4 separate regions of the Mus musculus genome follow, and regions 1, 3 and 4 are each linked to region 2. Evidence: chromatin contacts called from public Hi-C and HiCAR-type data. All regions are on one chromosome and are shown on one strand. The core of a region is the stretch at or near the end of the contact, and the rest is flanking DNA. Distances in the headings are between cores, read along the strand shown. Region 1 has its middle 36 kb from the start of Gm32865. Region 2 has its middle 160 kb from the start of Gm32461. Region 3 overlaps Gm38477 (a long non-coding RNA gene). Region 4 has its middle 97 kb from the start of Gm32357.

Region 1 (2,995 bases), core at 442-2,941, 450 kb before region 2:
GTATCCCAACCAAAAAAAGCCCAGGACCAGTTGGGCTTAGTGCAGAGTTCTATCAGACCTTCAAAGAAGATGTAATACCAATACTCCTCAAACTATTCCACCAAATAGAAACCTAAAGTACTCTACCCAATTCATTCTATAAAGCCACAGTTGCTCTGATACCTAAACCACACAAAGACCCAAGAAAGAAAGAGAACTTCACACTAATTTCCCTTATGAATATTGATGCAAAAATTCTCAATATTATCTGAAATGGAATCCAAGATGAAGAAGGCTGTAATCAACTTCTTACCAGGTTAATGTAACATGGGATTGGCTGTGACACTTTCATTCATAGTAAGTGCCTGGATTGATGAAATGGAGCCACATTATGGGGCAACTGAAACAGACAGGACATCTCATTCTCTTAGCAGCAAGAACACGATGGTCTTCTGGTACCCTGGAGCTCTGAGCATCCTAACATTTTTTTAAATTTATTTTTTATTCTTTTTTTTTTTTCAAAAAAATCAATCATTCTACTTATTTACATCTCAAGTAGATAGGCACAGCCCCCAGTTGAGGGTTGGAGCCACCCACCCATCTCAAAGGTTTTAAACCCAGAAATGTTCCTACCCAAAGGAAAGACAGGGCCAAAAAAAAAAAATGAAGCAGAGACTAAAGGAAGGGCTGTCCACGGACCACCCCACCTGGGAATCCATCCTGTTTGCAGACACCAAACTGTGACATTGTTGCTCTTGTCAGGAGGAGCTTGCTGACAGGAATCTGATGTGGCTGTTCCTTGGGAGGTTCTGCCAGCAACTGACCTAAGTAAAACTCTTACTGCTCACAAGTTTCAGGTTTGTCAAATACTGTGATAGTCCTTCCATTAGCTCTTTTCTTCTTTCTAACCCATGATTATTTATGCTTTACAGCACTCTGCGCTGCCGATTTTTGTACATTTCCCAATTCTTCCATTGTCTACCAATTTGGGAATTTCACGGTTGGGTTCTTCTCCGTAAAACCCAGCCAAACAAATTGATTATCATCATCATCATCATCTCTGATAGGGTAGAATGTTTGCTTACCCCTCGTCACCTACTGGGTGAGAAGGACACACGTAGCTGGCCAGGTTCAATTGGGACTGTTGCATCACAGAAACCTTGTGCATCACCCCTACAAAGAACCCAATAATGGTTGCTTCTTGAACAAGGCCAGTGCTATGAGTGTGACAGTTGCCTACAGAGTTGAGAAGCTAGTGAGACAAGAAGCTCCATGGGACCTAGCAGCGCACACCTTCATTCTTCTTGCAGTTTTTCCAGCTTGCCTAAGCAATGCGTAAAAAAAAAAAAAAAAAAAAAAAAAAGAAAAAAAAAAGCAGAGTTCCTTTTAACAATGTGAGAATTTTATTTGCACGTAATTTATGAGTCCACCTTTCAAACTTGTAGGGGGTTGCATTTTGAAATCTGTGAACCCTCAGCTCTTCAAGAGCTTATATTAATCTCAGATGCTCATTAGGGAGGGAGAGAGAACACCCCTGAATTTAATAGTCTTGGTTTCTCTGCCAGCCCAGCTGGAGTTGGCATGTGAGTTGTGTTGCAACATCAACCTTTCCTTGTTCTTTTGCTAAATACTCCCTGGTTGTTTCCTGCACATAGAGAACACCAAAGGAGACCATGTCTAATCTCTGAAAGCAAATGAGTCACCTCTAGCGGTGACTCTGATAGTCAACAAAGTTTGAGCCATTTGAATGTATGAGTTAAAAGAGTTTCTGGGCAGTATGCATTTTGAATTCTTGGAATGTTGGTTACATAGGAGATCAAGGGAGATGATTATAAATAAAGGATTTAAAAATAATTAAAACAAAATCCAAACCCATTGCCATTTGTAGATTGTTGTAAATGCCGTCAAATAGAGGACAACACTGAACTGTTAAGTAATGGACCTGGGAATGCCCATGGGTAACCACACTTGGGAGATTGTGGAGAGGAAGGATAAATAGTTTACTCCACAAGGAAAGTTAAATTTTCACATGTATTAAACTAATGTTGTAGGCCACCTGCTAGTGGTGTATGTCCTAACAAGTTATCACATTAATTTCAGTACCACTAAGGGTTTGATTTCAAAGAAAATCAATTAATATGCCATATCTATAATCTACCATACTGATATCTCATAGCTGCTATAAGGATTGTAGTGAGATAATGGTAAATAAATTTATCGCCACTCACTTATGACAAGAGTATAGTCCATGAAAAAACATTAGAGTAGATAGAGATAGCATCAGTGGTGCCAAGAGGAAGCTGTGGAGTTGAAAGTATTGGCTTGAATTTCAGATCATCTCCTTAGCCATGACTTTGAGATTATTTCACTTCCATTGAGTGTGCATTGTTTACCCTGTAAAAGGACAGTAACAAGGCCAATTTACTCTGTAAGACTGGTATGAAGCCATTATAATATACACAAGTCCTTTAGGATGTGACTTTTAGTGTGTGTTCAATAAACATTATCAAGACATTATTGGCAAAAATGACTCACATTTGAACTTTTGCTTATTTAGGGGGGAATAAATATAACACATTTTTGAGGCAGCTTAGATGACCAAAAACAAATTGATGGGGAGGAACAATTAATTCTTATTCTGGTGTTCAGAAAACCCAGTGGAGCTTTGGATAATAACTTACAGAAAGTCAGGTACCACACTATTGCAAAAGTTTTGACCAGTCTATATTTTCCCACGATGCACATTATATTCATCCTGCAAAAGAAGACAGAGATTGCAAACATTGTTAAGTAGTAGTACGGCTGTGGTGCAAACACAGCTTCCTCAGCAAGACAACCAGATACATTTTGAAGTATGAGTGTTCTCTGAATGTATTAAGGCCCCTTTTTTAAAAATATTTTTTATTATTATGTATTTTCCTCAATTACATTTAGAATGCTATCCCAAAAGTCCCCCATACCCTCCCCCCTACTTCCCTACCCACCCATTCCCATTTTTTGGCCCTGGGGTTCCCCT
Region 2 (3,257 bases), core at 194-2,693:
TCAACAAGCTGTCCTCTGACCTCTTCGTGTGTGTTAAGGCATGTGCTCCACATACAATCACAAAGAAAATAAGGATAATAAATCACATGAACTTCCAAGCTCAGTTAGGGGACTGGAGAGATGGCTCAGAACTTATGAGCACTTAAACGCCTGCAGAGGACCCAGTTGGATTTGGTACCTAGCACCTATGCCAACTCTGACTCTAGAGGATCCAAGGTTCCCCTCTCCCCTCAAAGACTCCTGCAAACAGATAGTGTGTATATACATATATATATATATATATATATATATATATATATATATATATATATATATATATTCACTAGGTCACACATATTACATAAACAATGTTTTCAAAACTCTAGATAAAAACTCTGATGGAAAAATTCTAAAAAGTAGTGTTTATGATAATTTCCAGACTTCACAGAAAACACCTATGAGTGCTTTTCAGATTCTCTGCGGCATGTTGTGACGTATTTTCTCTGCTCTGGTTGTCACGTATTTTCTCTGTTGGCCTGCATCCATTTGTGAATACCCAGGGACAGTTTTTGATCTGAATACTTCTTTCTCTATTTCTAATTAGAATGACTCTTAATTTTACACATGCTAGGGTGGTTTTCATCACATGAAACTGAGGTAAATGACATTCTGTTTTATGGACGAAGGAACTAGAAGATGGTGTGATGGGCAGCCTCAGATCCCTCTGTAGGAACACAGGTTCAAGGGCAACAGCTTGTTTCCAGTCACTCATTCTCTGGGACCTTGTCTTTGACTGTTGGACTTCAGGTCCTTGCCTGCTTCTCCCAGCTCTGGTGTGCCAATCACTTGGACACAAGCATGTCATGTGCCACTTTGTATTGTCAGTCATGTAAGCTGACTCAAAGTTACTGGAAGCTCTTTCCAAATCTTATATCAGAGGATGAAAAACAAAGGGCATGCTTATGACTCAAAATCTAGAAATTGCTTGTTTATAACATTTTAGAAAGATCAAAACAGATGTACATAACACTTTTTTAAAAATCTAAAACAATAAAGCCAGTGATGTTATTGTGTGCATGCAGGTTATATAAAGCTTCTTTGTAGCCACAGAGGGTTTGTTGTGGCACAGAGTCGAAGAAACAGAACCAAAAGGATTTGTTCATTTTTGCATGTGATAATGATTACCAGAGTCACAGCCATCAGAAGTGAGTACTAACTACAGGCAAATAAAGTTTCACAAGCCCCAGTGAGCAGCGATTGCTTAACACAAAGACAGATTGCTGTGCTCTGACACATGGAGTGAGAAATATAAATGATCAAGAGTTCCCTCTTTCCAGACTTCAGAAGTGAGAGAGCTGTGTGTCACTCTTCCTTTTATGTTGAGACTGAGGACTCTCAACTAACATGGACTTTCTGGCACAAGATCATTTCCGTAAATATTCCAACTCCAACCACTAGATGTCATGCAGAGATCATAAAGTAAACCATCTTGGCTGCTTATTACATTAATCATGACCAGTTCTGTAACTTCAACATTTAAGGTAGTCTGGGGAAATGTCTGGTTGCTATTAAAGGTGCAGAACAGTAATGCTTTGTCTCATGTTATATTTGATGTTTGCAAACACTTTTGGCAAATATAAAAGACTCATCTTCAAGGTTACAAAAAGCTATTTCAAAAACATGAAAAATGCAGATTCTGGAGTTAAAACAATCTGAAAGTTTTCCAAATATAGAAATGTAGTATTATATGGTAAGAAACGGAATTCAAACAACTAGAATGAAGGTGTCCTAGAATTATTTTTAAAGATTTGGACCCAGGAAGCATTTGGATGAAAAATTGTGTTGGCCATGTGCTAAATGAGTAAATCTGGTATAACACTTAAGTTCTCTGAGTTAACTGTGAACAACTAAAATGGAGTGATTGTGAAAATTCAGTGAAGCACTGGACATAGGTCATTTGGAAGAGTTCTTGACATATTGTAGGTGTTCAGCCAATCATATTAATTGCTTCAATTATGCTTCCATCATGATGAAACTGCTGTATGACATAGTTATGGAAGTAGATTAGAAAACAGAATTTAGCAATGGAATGTGAACTTATAAACAAAATGAAATGTAAGGTTAGTCCTAAAAGATTGCTAGTTCTTCAGGAAGAAAGAAAATGAGACTCTAGACAAGGAGGATCTTTGAACATAACTTCAAAGGATAAAAAGGAAGTTTGACTCACTTGTTATGTGTTAGGAAGTGTTTGTTAAGCTGTGCTGCATACCAGATTCATCTAACCATATAGGGTATATTGCTTTTTAATATTACGTTGTAATTAGCTTACCAAGGGTCAGGTTTTCTTGTGGCTTTTTCTTGAGTCCAAAGTTTTGAAGCCATAGTTTACTATTGAAACTATAAGTTTATAAGTTTTGCATGGGGAAGCCCCAGAGAACCTCAGGACAATACCAGCAATGGCTACTGTTGTGGCTGATCACTGGAAACACATACTAACACCCTCTTGTTCTAGACATCACGTGCATTTGTCATAGGATATAGAGAACACAGGCTGGATCTGAGCTGGAAATTTCTTCCTCTTTGGCTAGCCCATCATAGTACCAAAGGATGCTATAAAGGCAGCTGGGGAAATTTCTATCTAAGCTAAAGAGCTTATAGTCTATAGTAGAAAAAACAAAACAAAACAAAACAAAACTGCTGTTGTTTTTGTGCTAAGTGGACATGATTTTCCCCTCCAAATATCATTCTAAATAATTATGTTTATTCCCAGAGATTAGTGCTGCCATCATCTTTGGATAAGGTGATGTATTTTCAGTGGGTAATGATTAGCAGCAAAGACCCATAACTGGCCAGAGTGCTGAAAATAAATGATGGTTAAAGGATTATTCATAACTGGGATGTCTATACCCACTCAGAGGCCCAATGAACATTGTGTAAGAGAGAAAGACTATACAGTAAAGACTATAAGAAGATGGATTTTATGCCATACTGGGTTTTATGCACAACAACTTTGTATTAACAAAACAATTTTGTGTGATCAAAATGTATTGCATACATTTGTGGAATTTACAATAAAATTGTAAACAAATAATATATTTTAATAAAATACAAGGAGAGAAGGCATGACTCTACTAACATTATGGTAGCGGATATAGTATTAAAACAACTATTAATGACCTATCATTATAATAGTAGATTAAGGCATTATTGAATCAACAATGGAGAAACTCCTAATTCTAGTAGAAGAAAATCAAGACAGAGACCCACAATGGTCAAAG
Region 3 (3,341 bases), core at 332-2,831, 370 kb before region 2:
CAATTATTTGATAAATTTTCTTTGTATGGCTGATAACTTCGGATAGAATGTCATATACTTGGTATATTTTCAAGATCATTTGAGGGTATGGTTATTGTTCCCATCCTCCAGGAGAATTTGTTTTTCTTTTGACGGAGTTAGAATAGGTACTGCATCCACTCCAGTAGTGACTCGCATTATAGGTTTAGAAACCTGGAAGCCGTCCTGAGACAGAGTTTCAAGGAAACTTAGCCTCCTGGAACCATGGCATTCCCATAGCTAGGATGCCCCAGATTTGTCCTTGTAATATTGTGGAGGGTCTTGCATGCTTTCTTACAGTATTCTACTGGATAAGAGTTAGAAGTCTCAGGGCAAGCTTAGCAAAGTATACTTAGAATCTTCATTACAGCCAGGTATAGCAGTCCACATTGCATATTAGAAGAAAGTTGGTGAATTCTCCTGACAAATGGATATTCCCTACAGATACTTAAGAGAACAGTCAAGTTACTCTCATATGCAATAATTTACCAAGGCCAAGGAAATAGGGGGACTGCGGTATTGCATTATTCATGATAAGGGCTGCTAGAGCAGAACCCCCCTGATACTAGCTTTCACAAGGCTCAAAGGAGTAGCATAAATTGTGACTAGGATGTGAAATCTTTACCTATCATTAGGCAGGGCTGTTTTATCTTTACTGTAAACATTACCTGGTTTCTGTCAGTCCTTTGAAGTCATTCCTTCCTTTTGTGTCAGATAACTTCTATGTCCCTTGCCTGCTGTGACACCCTACTCCTTTGTTTCCTGTATTCTATATAACTGATGCTAACTTTGACAAAAATTACATTCAGATTCAGCTCTCCCTCATGTCTGCCTCTGTTTGTCAGTTCTCACTGACCCTTGCTCACCTGCAACCAGAAACCCGTTCCCTAAAGATCGGACACCCAATCTGTGTTAGTCTGTGGCAAGTAGGTGAATATTACCTCAATACACTGAGAGAATGAACTTATTTGAAGCTAAGTTTTAGTTTTAGAAATGCAGGCCCAGTTTTGAGAATGGGTTTTAGTCTTCGATTAAAGACTTCCTAAGGCATTCCAAGTAGTTAACCTATTTTTGTTAGTTTTCCAAGTGCATGAGAAAGTTAAAGTTTCTGTTTGACTCCTATCTTTAGTTGGCTTTCCCCCTTTCCTCCATTCTTAAGATCTGGCAAAAGACTGAGTTAGGAAGATGAAACAATTTCTTGCTCAGTTTCTTGCCTTCCCTTCTCTAAGAGCCTGACACTTTAAGGTTTACATATCTTAGTAGACCTTTAGTACCTTTGAAGATATGTAAATATATACCTAATATTTAATTCACTATTTCTAGTTAGAGAGGCTTGGCTAGTAATATGTGCCCTTGTTGTATGAGTAAGTAAAGAATTAAGCCAGGTAATTTCTTTGTTAAATTCCTGGCCTTGAAGAATATTAAATCATGAACCAAATCTTGACCATAATGATTCTACTGGAAGAATCATGAAACTTGTAGGGATAGCTAACCTCTTCACAGTGAGGATCTTTAAACACTGGGGCCCGTGGTGAGTCAGTGCACAGATGGGTGCTGACGCAGATTTCTTACAAACTTCCAAGGCTCTACAACAGCAGAGCCAAGCCAAAGGTTATTCTGGAACTTCAGAGCAACAGATTTAAAAGGTTTCTGAAACTTATTTCCTAACCATGGTAATGTCTTTTTTATTGCTTAAATTTAACACTCAACACCATCTGTGTAGAGTAGTAAACAACACTCAAAGATGAGCAAAACCTCCAGAAATTATCTACGGGTATATGGTTATATTTTATTTTCCATGAAATATTATAGTTAATTGTTATATACTAGCGTACAATGTCCTAAAAGTGAAGGCAATGTATTTTATAAGAGTAGCACAACATATAGTTGTGGCAATTAAGGTCATTATGAATGGGAAGCCTTCTAGAACACATAGTACAGAATTCTAAAAAGTCAAAATGACAGCATATTCTGGTACATGAAGATTAAAAAAAAAGCTTGTATTGAGTTCCAAATGCTCTTTCCTGAAAACATACATACAATAACATTATGTAGATTAAGCAGGTTATTTTTAGGAAATAGACATCTATGCATACAATAACAATTAATGAAATGAGAGCCCATAAATTTGAAAGAGCAAAGCCGGGCATTTGAAAGAGACCTTGGAAGGAGAAAAGGGAAGGGAGAAATGTAACTATATTATAATTTCAAAGCTTAAGTATAAAAAATATTCTTTCTGGATTATCAATCTTCTTTAAAATATTCTTTCTGGATTATCAATCTTCTTTAAAATATTCTTTCTGGATTATCAATCTTCTTTAGCAACATTTCCCTTTGTAAGATGAAAGATATTGTTCTTTAGTTAACTGGCAAGGTGCTTCTCTAGAATCTATTTGCCTCAGTTGAGTACCATAGAGTGGGAAGGGCGAAGGACAGTCGTCAAAGGAGTTGCTCAAACATTTATTGCATGTGTGGTTTACTATAAGAGTATTGTCAGTATTTGTAAAACCTTAGTGAATATGGACGGCCTATGACATCAGTAACTGTTCAGATGAGTAACCACACCTGCTGAGCTGCCACATATCTTTGCAGCCTTTGAGTTTCAAGGGCATGCCATGATTTTTATTTTTCTGTTATGCTAAGGTTGGCAGAAAAGGCAAGCCTCAAATTCCACACACTGGAAGGGTTAGCGCTAAGAAATTTTAAAGTAGGACGGATAGCATCAGATGATTAGTGACCTACATCTCTGACCTACTTAGACATCCTTCTGTTTAATATCCTTGTGATTATGAACAATCACAGCCGCCTGTGACCTAAGCAAGTGAAGCTTGGGATTTAAAATGGAGTTTCAAGCTCTGTGGGACTATGGTCATATGATTGCATTCCTTTTCAACAAATATTTCTTCTTCTCGTGGAGAGTTTTATATTTCCCACTTTTATTGAGAAATTTCTGTTATTCATTTAGAAGGCAGTTCATGTGATTCGTTTTTGTTTTGTGGAGGGCCACGGTGACCCCTGCATTGCTGCTTGACCCTGTTTTGTAACGCTTTTCTTTATTTGTCCTGGATTTTCTCATACCTGGAGCTTGACTCCATCATTTAGATTAGTTGGTGTGAACCATCACGTCCAGTTTCCCTACTGTGAATACTTTTATGCCGCTATTCCTTATTCTGGTAAGATTAAATTGAGTCAGTATATTTGAGAACCACATGCACGTATTTATACATATAAAAGCCATTCTGGTGCTATAACAATTATGGTACACTGTCTTAAACTTATTAGCTCATGTTCATGTCTCCCTACTAAGTCTGAATTTATGTGAA
Region 4 (3,216 bases), core at 346-2,845, 510 kb after region 2:
ATATTCACCCTCCATTGAACTGATTTACCTACGGGTGAGATGAGAAAATACCTGATAAGCTAATTCTTTTTTTTTATTACGTATTTTCCTCAATTACATTTCCAATGCTATCCCAAAAGTCCCCCACACCCTCTCCCCCCCCCCCACTCCCCTACCCACCCATTCCCATTTTTTGGCCCTGGCATTCCCCTGTACTGGGGCATATAAAGTTTGCCTGACCAATGAACTATAGAAGCATGATTGGCTTAAAGCTAACCTGAAAAAGCTACAATTTACTGGATCTTTTTATTTATAGAAGACTCTGTGACTCTCGTCCTCTCTCAAGGAGTATGGACACCTGCCTCACAGGAAGAAGTGGGACCAGAGTAAGTCTTGTCAGTGTTGTCTGTCACAGAAGTCATCCGGTTACTTACAGCCTCCACACACTCCATGGACCTTTGAAGTGTCTTTCCTTTGTAATCGATTCTTCTAGAAGACCTGCTCAAAGCTGTATGTCCTACAGAAAAGGGATAATGCCACTCTCCCCAATAGAGCTTATGAGTACAGAATCTTATGGAAGTGTGGACTGTTATTACATCAACCAACCCTGAGAGGTCTATGAGCAGTTTCTTCAGGATGCGACTATTTGAATGAAGCAAACAGTCTCAGCAAACGATATTAAGTTCTCAATAAAATGACTGAAAGGTGAAAGAGGTTGTCTAGTTTTTACCTAAGAAGGCAGCGATATGTCAGATGGGCATTGCTTTGAAGGTTGTTGGTACATGGTCTTCTTTAATATTCTTTCCTCTTGATATCTAGGCAATATTAACCCTTTATCCAGGGATAATTGTTTTCCTGGTATGTTACATGACATGTAAGATAGCTTCAAAGAGATAAAGTTGCAACGCGTGCAGTAATATTTATGACTCATAATCTTGCATTGTTTTCTCAATACTCTTTGCTTGAATTCATCCTGGTCTAGAGTTCCTTAGCTCTTAACTGGCCTCTATATTCAATTGAAAAGAAAAAAAGGCCATGAATTTGACAGCAAGTAAAGGGGTGCATGGAAGGAGTTAGAAGGGAGAATTTGTAATTAAAATTTCAAAAATATATACTTAAAAATTAACCACAGCCATCAACCAGGAAAGACATAATCTATCCACGAGTACAAAAGTACATGTGGCTAGATAATAGATAATAAACATAGCTATTTATAAAGACAAAATAATTGAGTAATATTTTTAAATGAGCAGATAAAACTATATATTCGTAAGTAACCAGCATATTACATTTTTACCTTCAGATGCTTCATATCATTTTTAGATAAAAGCCAAAGACAGTACTGAAACCTGTATATCAAACTTCCAAACACTGGCTCCTTGAGTCATTTGAAACAAATTTTGGCAGGATTTTAATTTTGTTTGGTTTATTCTCTTTGATGTTCATGTCCTTCTACAAAGCATTTTATTTTATTTTTCTTTATTTTCTTTGTTTAGATTTCCAACTTTATCCCCCTTCCTAGTTTCCCCTTTACAAACTCCCTATCCTCTCCCGCTTCCCTCTGCTTCTATGAGAGTGCTTCAGCACTCAGCCACCACCCCTGCCTCAGTGCCCTAGCATTCCACTCTGTTGGATCATCCAGTGACCAAGCCAGCTGAGTCAGTCAGCAGAGTCTCAGGCGAGGGAGTGAGGATTGAAAAGGAAAAAAAAACAGTTACACAAAATGATAGCCTGACTCCAGCCAGGGCTGAGGCTGAAGCAGCCTTCTTTCCCTCCAGCCTGCTTTTAATATCATTCTAGGTCCATCCAGAACACGGTCAGTTCTTAGATCAAAGACAAAGTGATGAAACAAAGTAGTAAACAAGGATATCACACAAGATAGTAACTAAGTAAAGTAGTAAGCAAAAGGATCACACAAGCAAAGTAGCAAACAAAGCCCCACAATCATTGTTTCTCATATTCTTATATGAGCCTACTTCCTTGTCTGAGCCCAGTGACAAATGTCAAATTCCTAGAAGTGGCACCAAAAGCTCTCAACAAATCAAGCCTACACACGACCCAGGGGCTCCCCTACCATCGATGCCAGACAAGTCAATTCTGCTACACATGCAGCTGGAGCCATGGGTACCTCCATGGGTACTCTGGATGCTTTGGGAAATCTGAGTTGATTGATATTGTTATTCTTCCTATGGGATCGTGTATGGGAATATGTTGAATGTAAGTTAGAGTTTTCTATCTGAAAAACGTTAAACTTTTTTTTAGTTGAATACAATATATCTTGACCATAGTTCCTCCTCCTCCCACTGTTCCCAGCCCCCACTCACTTCTCCTCTGTCCCAGATCCACTTGTCCTCTGGTTCTCTTCAGAAAAAGAGCAGCCTTCAAAGGACAGCAACAAACCAACAAACAGGACAAAACAAGATACAATAATTTTTGACATAAAAACACATATCTTGAATTGCAACTCAAATTGTTGGGATAAAATGTCCAAAATGATTAGTTATTCATTGCTCACAGAGCTCCTCCCCATTTCCCCTTTGAAGAAGAGCTAAGGTTCAGCCGTCTTCTTTTTTCTGGATATTTTCCTGGAACATCACTTTCTGACATCTCCCAGTCATGTCTAACTATTCATTTAAATAGGCCAAGCTTCTGTCTTATCCCTAAAAGATGGGTTCATTTACAAACAGAATGGCAAAAGCCTCAACATTTATCTCACAAAATTAGGGCAGGGTAAGTTAAGAATGAGATTAATTTGTTGTTTCATGAATAAACTAGCAACATCTATAAGATTAAATAATTCAAGGAATTGCCAAAGCTCGGTGACTTATTAGCTTCCTGAAATGTAGCAGCAATTTGTCACAGGATAAATAGCAGAAAACAGCATAAATATATTTGTCCACAGTTCTGGAGAGGAAAAGTATAACAGCGCAAACCTTGGTGGAGGCCTGAATCTTCTAGGATTGCTTCTTTCTGCATCAGGTACTGCTGACAGTTTGTGGCTTGAAGAGAATCACAGGTTCTGCTTTGTTTACAAATCTCCACCTCTGTGTGGCCAGTAGCTCTTCTGCATGCTTCCTACAATAAGCAATATTCACTTAAATAACCCACGATTGTCTTCCCATTCACAGTGTTTAACTTATTTATACTGTCACTCTCTTCTTTTCTAAATGAGCTAACATTCACCGACTATGGAGGTTAGGACATGGTCATATCTTTTCCCTGGTACCCCTTTAGTCC

The links. A called contact is a pair of places that touch in the nucleus more often than the background predicts. HiCAR-type assays count read pairs that join an accessible place to other places.
Region 1: a contact with region 2 is called in a Hi-C map of uterus, with 7 times the contacts expected there. The contact joins two enhancer-like sites. A contact is called at or near these places in 3 of 484 Hi-C or Micro-C datasets (cumulus cells and uterus) and 1 of 115 datasets of contacts at active chromatin or transcription factors (fibro-adipogenic progenitors).
Region 3: a HiCAR-type map of fibro-adipogenic progenitors shows a contact between it and region 2, with 6 times the contacts expected there. The contact joins two enhancer-like sites. A contact is called at or near these places in 1 of 484 Hi-C or Micro-C datasets (uterus) and 1 of 115 datasets of contacts at active chromatin or transcription factors (fibro-adipogenic progenitors).
Region 4: a contact with region 2 is called in a Hi-C map of uterus, with 5 times the contacts expected there. The contact joins two enhancer-like sites. A contact is called at or near these places in 2 of 484 Hi-C or Micro-C datasets (embryonic fibroblasts and uterus) and 1 of 115 datasets of contacts at active chromatin or transcription factors (fibro-adipogenic progenitors).

Annotation. Positions count from the first base shown.
Region 1 is chr16:87,090,792-87,093,786 of GRCm38.p6, reverse strand. No RefSeq gene overlaps it. Among named protein-coding and RNA genes, the nearest start is that of Gm32865, 36 kb to the left of the region's middle. Within about 2 kb of position 1,691, at least 12 of the 459 cell types and tissues checked have an H3K27ac peak or open chromatin away from gene starts, as enhancers often do. A contact at or near this core is called in uterus, where this site is marked.
Region 2 is chr16:86,643,202-86,646,458 of GRCm38.p6, reverse strand. No RefSeq gene overlaps it. Among named protein-coding and RNA genes, the nearest start is that of Gm32461, 160 kb to the left of the region's middle. Within about 2 kb of position 1,443, at least 52 of the 459 cell types and tissues checked have an H3K27ac peak or open chromatin away from gene starts, as enhancers often do. A contact at or near this core is called in fibro-adipogenic progenitors and uterus, where this site is marked.
Region 3 is chr16:87,008,686-87,012,026 of GRCm38.p6, reverse strand. The region is part of intron 2 of Gm38477 (a long non-coding RNA gene); the gene reads left to right. Among named protein-coding and RNA genes, the nearest start is that of Gm38477, 39 kb to the left of the region's middle. Within about 2 kb of position 1,581, at least 6 of the 459 cell types and tissues checked have an H3K27ac peak or open chromatin away from gene starts, as enhancers often do. A contact at or near this core is called in fibro-adipogenic progenitors and uterus, where this site is marked.
Region 4 is chr16:86,136,775-86,139,990 of GRCm38.p6, reverse strand. No RefSeq gene overlaps it. Among named protein-coding and RNA genes, the nearest start is that of Gm32357, 97 kb to the left of the region's middle. Within about 2 kb of position 1,595, at least 54 of the 459 cell types and tissues checked have an H3K27ac peak or open chromatin away from gene starts, as enhancers often do. A contact at or near this core is called in fibro-adipogenic progenitors and uterus, where this site is marked.